Linked DNA regions of Mus musculus: region 2 is linked to region 1. Evidence: chromatin contacts called from public HiChIP or PLAC-seq data. All regions are on one chromosome and are shown on one strand. Each heading gives the region's core, a stretch centred on a gene start, on an enhancer-like site or on the middle of the called end of the contact. The rest is flanking DNA. Distances are from core to core; before and after follow the strand shown.

Region 1 (2,840 bases), core at 109-2,608:
TGGGCAACAGCAGGGGTAGGTCCTGGGAGCAGATACTCTAGAGATGAATTTGCCTCAAGGATGAATATGAGACCCCAGAGTAAACTGGAGACAGAGGGGGCTGTGGAGGGCAGAAGGTCCTGGGAACATTTACAGACAAGAGTGGAGTTCTGTTACTATGCAGACCCTGGGCATCCACTCTTGGAAATGAATAGCTGGCCACCACCAGGAAGGTCTGTCCCTCCTAAGCAGGCAGTCCCTTTGTGAGGGACAGTGGTGGCTCTGTTCCTCACCTCCAGTGTCATTTTCCATTGTGATTGGTATTTGTTTTAGGCCCTTGCTAAGTCCTCCTTTCTGTCTTTCTCTCTCCAATCTCACTTTGCGGCCGCCAGTACGTTTCAGCCTTCCAGTCCTACACCCACTTCTTGGCTGACACTTCTGTTCTAAGGTGACTGATTTTCTTGGCAATTTTCAGAGAGAGGTACTAACCCCTAACCCGCTTTCTGCGCCCCATCCTCTGCGTGCGTCGGTGGTCCTGGTTGTGCTAACTGTGAGTGTCTTGCCTACTAATATGGACTCGCTAGAGGCATGAATGGTAAAGAGCATGGGGCGGGGGTCAGCTTGAAAGCCACGTTCTGCCTCCCCTTCTTTGGAGCCCAGCCAGCAGCCTGGGTCCACAACAAGTGCATGCCCCATGCCACTTCTCCTCTGCACCATGGGCTGGCTTCTTTGCATGTTGCGCTTTCAAAACCTTTTGTCTTCCTGGGAGGGTTCACCATGATTGTGAGACAATACCGAGGGCTCTTGTCACCTTTCAAAACATTTCTACGTAGTAACCTCTGAAAAAAAGACATGTCTAGGCATATCTTCTTCAACCCATTCTAATACAAAGATTACTAATGCCTTTAATTGAGACCATAAGTGACTCAGTTTGGTGAAGTTTTAAAAGTATACTTTTTTTCCCCAGACTCCAAGGCCAGCTTGACCCATGCTCTCTGTGCTGTGAATATAATGACAATAGCGAGCCCTTGCCCTGGTTCAGCATAGTTAGTCCTAGGGCCTTACTATGCCTTTCACGTGCCTCTGGGCTCTTAAGTCCCTTACTGTTCCACAAGCTTTAATCGGAGCAGTTGTGGTCACAGGAGAAGGTCAGCCACTGTTGATGCTCCTGTCAATCTGTGGAAAGGGCATATTGTCTCTGCTCATTTACCTGGAGCAGTGCACCAGTCATGTGCAAGAAGCAGTCACAACGGAGGGCAGAGAGCAGATGAGAGTCCAGCCCCACATTTTCAGACTGCAGCCAGAATCCCCCTCACGTGCAGCTAGGGCCACCCTGCTCTCCAGCTTCCGCCCAGTCCTGCATGCCGCACTTGCCTGCTGTGTTGGCACAGAGCCCAGCCAGTACAAAGTCCTCTCCTCTCCTCTTTTCTTCTCTTCCAGCATTCCCCTCTCTAAAATGTCAACCAAAGAGAGCCTCTCCCTCCCCCCATCCCACTCCCGCGCCCCCCCTCAGCCCCTTTAGACAGTCTCCTCCCCATCTCTCAGCAAGGCATGTCTCTGACCCTAGAGAATTCATTTACAGTGCCATATGGAACCCTGTATTTTACACACACAGCAAACGATGTTTAGGTTTATTTATGATATTTGATGCTGTAAATGAAAATAAATATGGTTCTTTATAAAGCTCACCGTTTCCTCTCTTCTTTGCCATGGAAGCTTCTAAAATCTCAAACACGGGCACCGGTTTAGGGGAACCGTCCTCCCCTAAACTGCTGGCGGGGCTTGCACTTGTGGTGACCCGGGACTCTCTGGGGCTGTGCCAGGGCGATCTGAAATATTACCCAAGGGTAATATTTGGAAAAATGTCACCAATACTCTGGTGCCAGGCTTTGGGGTCTCTTCCTGGAATGTGTGGTACTTTACTGTTCTAGACTCTGGGCAGAGGATGAGAGAGCCAGTGTGACCTCAGGAACAGGCTGTGTTGCCATGGCTCTCTAAGAGAGCTTTACCAAGAGCCCCGCCTGTTTGGGTTCTCACTGGTCCACCCAAGTGATGGGGGAAATAAGGAGGAAGGAGTGGGCACCAGTCTCTGGAAGACAGAGAACCCGCACGCGTACTCATGGCAGCCCTGTGGTGTGAGGCTCCATCCACCTGGCCACTCTGAGGCTAGTGCCCAGAAGGCTCTGCCCAACATCTCTCAGTTTAGGGGAAGGACTTGGCATGTCCACTGACTCCCCTGGACAGTGCCAGATCTCTCCAGGCTCTGCCATTTCCAGACCAGATGTGGTTGGGCTTCCAACACTAGCAGAAGAACCCCCCTGTTAACTATGAGGGTCCTGGCATCTCCCAGAGAGCATGTCTGGGATTCCAGGCTCCAGCTCAGCTGCTGATGCCCGAGTTTGCCTTTGGTTCCTTTACCTGTGCATCAGTTATTGCCCATGGCACAATTCTAGGCCCAAGAGACATAGCACAGCGTGCCAAAAGACCCTTGCCCCTGGCTGACATTTATTAAGTATGTGCCTCGGTGTGTTTTAATTCTGATTCACCTAATCTATGCTCTTGCTCATTTACCCATTTGCCTCATTTTGCTGATCACCTACTGTGTTCCAGGAAATACAGCTAATCATGAAAGTCTGAGATTTGAAACCTCATGTTAAGTTTTTGGTAAAGTCCTCTAATTAAATAAGCTTAACTAGCTGTTTGGATTGGCTTTCTCAGAGCTGTTTAGAGAGTGTCTTGGTTTGATTTGGCTTGACTACATAATTGGTATTAGGTAGAATATTTTTTTAATTCAAAAACACTGAAGACTTAACTTTTTGTGATGGAGAGATCAAATCCAAGACTTTGGTAGGCAAGCACTC
Region 2 (2,840 bases), core at 97-2,596, 530 kb after region 1:
GCTTCTCCAGAGAACCAGAGTTCAGATCCCAACACCCAGTCGGTGACTCAGCACCACCCGTAGCTCCAGCTCCCACAGATCAAACACCCCTGGCTTCCCTGTACACCTGCACTCATGTACGCAGTCGTGCATGCACACAGTCAGGAAAAGAATAAAAATTATAATCTTTTGAAAGTAATACAAGTTAGTTACAAGTAATTCAAGAAGATAAAAGAATACGATATAAAATGTGAGACAGACTCTAGGCCCAGTTACCTGTCAACCCAGTCTGAGGGTTGTACATGGATGGATACAGTATTTGTATACAATTAGGACATTTTCTTACAGCAGTCAGCATTTGAGGATATGTCTTAGTTTTTGTTCTTTTTAGTAAAGATGACTCATTAGCATTAGTAGAATTATTGGGGGAGTAACTAACACTGAGGCCTTCCCATTTAAATTTAAATCCCAGAGCTAGTGTCTATGAGATCACTGGAACGCTTGTGTACCAAAGTACTGGTGATGTGTATCTGCCATGCAGGTTTCACTGGGTAACCTATAGCTTATTCACGTACAGCTGTTATTTCACTGTGTGTGATTGGTTGCCTGGTGGTTGTTGCTTATTTAAGAGGGACATTTCATGGATGGAATGTCCCTCTTAAATAAGCAACAACCTGGGAAAGTGGCAGCATTCTTTGTACACTGATGAACTAGGTAAGGTCAGGCCACCTCCGCTGGACGCCCAGGACTTCATTACCTGGCTCAGTTGGAAAGCAAGCAGTCTGAACAGAGACTTAGTTGGTAGGGCTAAGACCTTGAGTCTATGACAGTTCCAGCCTGAAGCCTACAGTGGGTCCTTACCTGGAGTTGTGTGGGTAATATTAATTGCATTTTTGTAAATGAATACTTGCATTGGTGGGAAATTTGCAATGCAAACAGACAGCCTTTTCAGACGAGGCTTATTGTAATTAGAGCAAGCTTTTAAGATTCTTTGAAGTACTGAATGTTTATGAAATTCAAATGGGGGTGTGCAGTCTGCACAATAAAGGGTCCCGGTGGTGTTTTTAAAAATCGTCTATTTTGTGGATGTAAATATATGCCATAATTAGTGGGAAGTAAGTTGAAGAGCTAGGCTGGCTGAGTTTATTCCTGTTATTCTTATTTAAAACAGCTGTGGCCTCTGCTTCAGTGGTGTTGTGTCAGGGCACACAGACTCCAGTGAATGGCTGCACTCAGGGGCCCACTTCCCTGCTGGCAGCCCCTTCCTTCCCTGTCCCCATAGGCAGGCTGTCTAACTGGAGCGGTGTCCAGCACAACGCAGGCCTCCCCTGCCCAGACCCCTGAATCCTGTGGGGTGGGCATGCAAATGAAGCAGTGTGGGAGGGCTCTGGGGCTGCCAGCTCTCTCCAAACCTACCCCCTCGCTCCCTAGTTAAGCTCAGTCTCTCAGGGCCCCTTTGCCCTGTGCAGAGCAATTGTCCTTTGGCGCCTGTGGGAGCAGCTGCAAAGCCCGCAAGGCGTGCCCTGCCTGGCCTAGCCTCACCATGTGGCAGGCCTGGACAGCCGCCCACAGCAAGGCCCAGCTCCTGGTGCCGCCTGCCAAGCAGCCAGATGCTGCCATTGGGAAAAAATTGCTTCACAATTTGAAATCTTGGTCCTTTGATCATGGCTCAGAGAGGATGCAGAGGGGAGATTCAAAGTGGTGGTTTGAAAACGGCCCATCCATCAGTTCCCATTACACTGGCTCTTGTCAAGGACAGTCCTGGATGGTTTTCATTTCTATAACCTCATAATTCCTGCCCAGCCCTCTGCACACTCAAAAATGAAGGGAGATAAGTTGGAAGGGTATGTCCACAGGCTGCCCCTGCCCCTTTATGTCTTTACCTTAGGGGTTCTCTCCTTACTCACCCAGCAAGCTTTGCCTTGTTAGCCTGTGACACCGCCAAGTGTCCTTTCTATGTGGGCTGTCAGCTCCCTTGTAGCCAGTTCTCCAGAGGCCACAGGGTTTGCAGGGACAGTTTCTCTGTCCTTGGCCCTTTGCCCTGTCCCCTCTTCAGGGTCTGGATCCCACACACCTAGACCAGGCTTCATTTTAAAGATTTTTTTTTTCTCCCTACCCAAGACAGGGTTTCTCAGTGTAACAGTCTGACTGTCCTGGAACTCTCTTTGTAAACCAGGCTGGCCTTGAACTCACAGAGATCCACTTGCCTCTGCCTCCCAGGAGCTGGGATTAAAGGCATGGACTACCACACTGGACTGATAATTGCATTTTTCATGTTTGCCCCAAAGCACAGGTCTCCCCCCCAACCCCTAATCCATGAAATTGAACAGTGAACCATAGCTTTGAATAAATAGGTATATTGAATAAGAGGACAATGAGGAGAAGCCATGCCTTAAGTGTCTCATGTAGCAAAGGCTGGCTTTGAACTCCTGATCCTCTTGCTTTTGCATCCCATGTGTAGATTATAGGCATGTGCCAACATTCCTGGTTTATGAAGGCAAAAGACTAAACCTAAATCCTCATGCATAGTAGTCGAGCACTCTCCCGACTGGGTTACATCCCCAGCCCCAGCGGTATATTTTTGTTGGTATATTTTTGTTTGTTTGACCTGCCTTTGACACCTGCCTCTGCCCCTACCCTGCTTTCCAGAACTTGCCTACAAACAGATCTTGGAGCCTTTAATCCACTCAGCGTGTTAGTAACTTCTTTTTTGTTGGTTTCTGGAGGAAATTCCATAATGTGTCTCTGCTCATGACTTGTGGAGAGTGGTGGGTTTGTATCTGTCTGAGTAGTTACACCTTATATGCCAGATGTGTCATGGAACTCACAAACCAGGGAAGCATCCTGCTTTGTTTACCTGG

What was found. HiChIP or PLAC-seq counts read pairs in DNA pulled down with a chosen protein or histone mark.
Region 2: an H3K4me3 HiChIP or PLAC-seq map of embryonic basal ganglia shows a contact between it and region 1, with 4 times the contacts expected there. The contact joins two enhancer-like sites. A contact is called at or near these places in 7 of 39 promoter capture datasets (the C10 cell line, cranial neural crest, embryonic stem cells and 4 more), 1 of 115 datasets of contacts at active chromatin or transcription factors (embryonic basal ganglia) and 1 of 9 other capture datasets (macrophages).

What each region holds. Positions count from the first base shown.
Region 1 is chr7:112,353,528-112,356,367 of GRCm38.p6, forward strand. Mical2 (microtubule associated monooxygenase, calponin and LIM domain containing 2) reads left to right here. Exons shown (of 26, transcript NM_001193305.1): 26 at 372-448. The coding sequence ends at 412. Among named protein-coding and RNA genes, the nearest start is that of Micalcl, 20 kb to the right of the region's middle. Within about 2 kb of position 1,359, at least 54 of the 459 cell types and tissues checked have an H3K27ac peak or open chromatin away from gene starts, as enhancers often do. A contact at or near this core is called in embryonic basal ganglia, where this site is marked.
Region 2 is chr7:112,882,600-112,885,439 of GRCm38.p6, forward strand. All of the region lies in intron 10 of Tead1 (TEA domain family member 1), which reads left to right. Among named protein-coding and RNA genes, the nearest start is that of Rassf10, 70 kb to the right of the region's middle. Within about 2 kb of position 1,347, at least 112 of the 459 cell types and tissues checked have an H3K27ac peak or open chromatin away from gene starts, as enhancers often do. A contact at or near this core is called in embryonic basal ganglia, where this site is marked.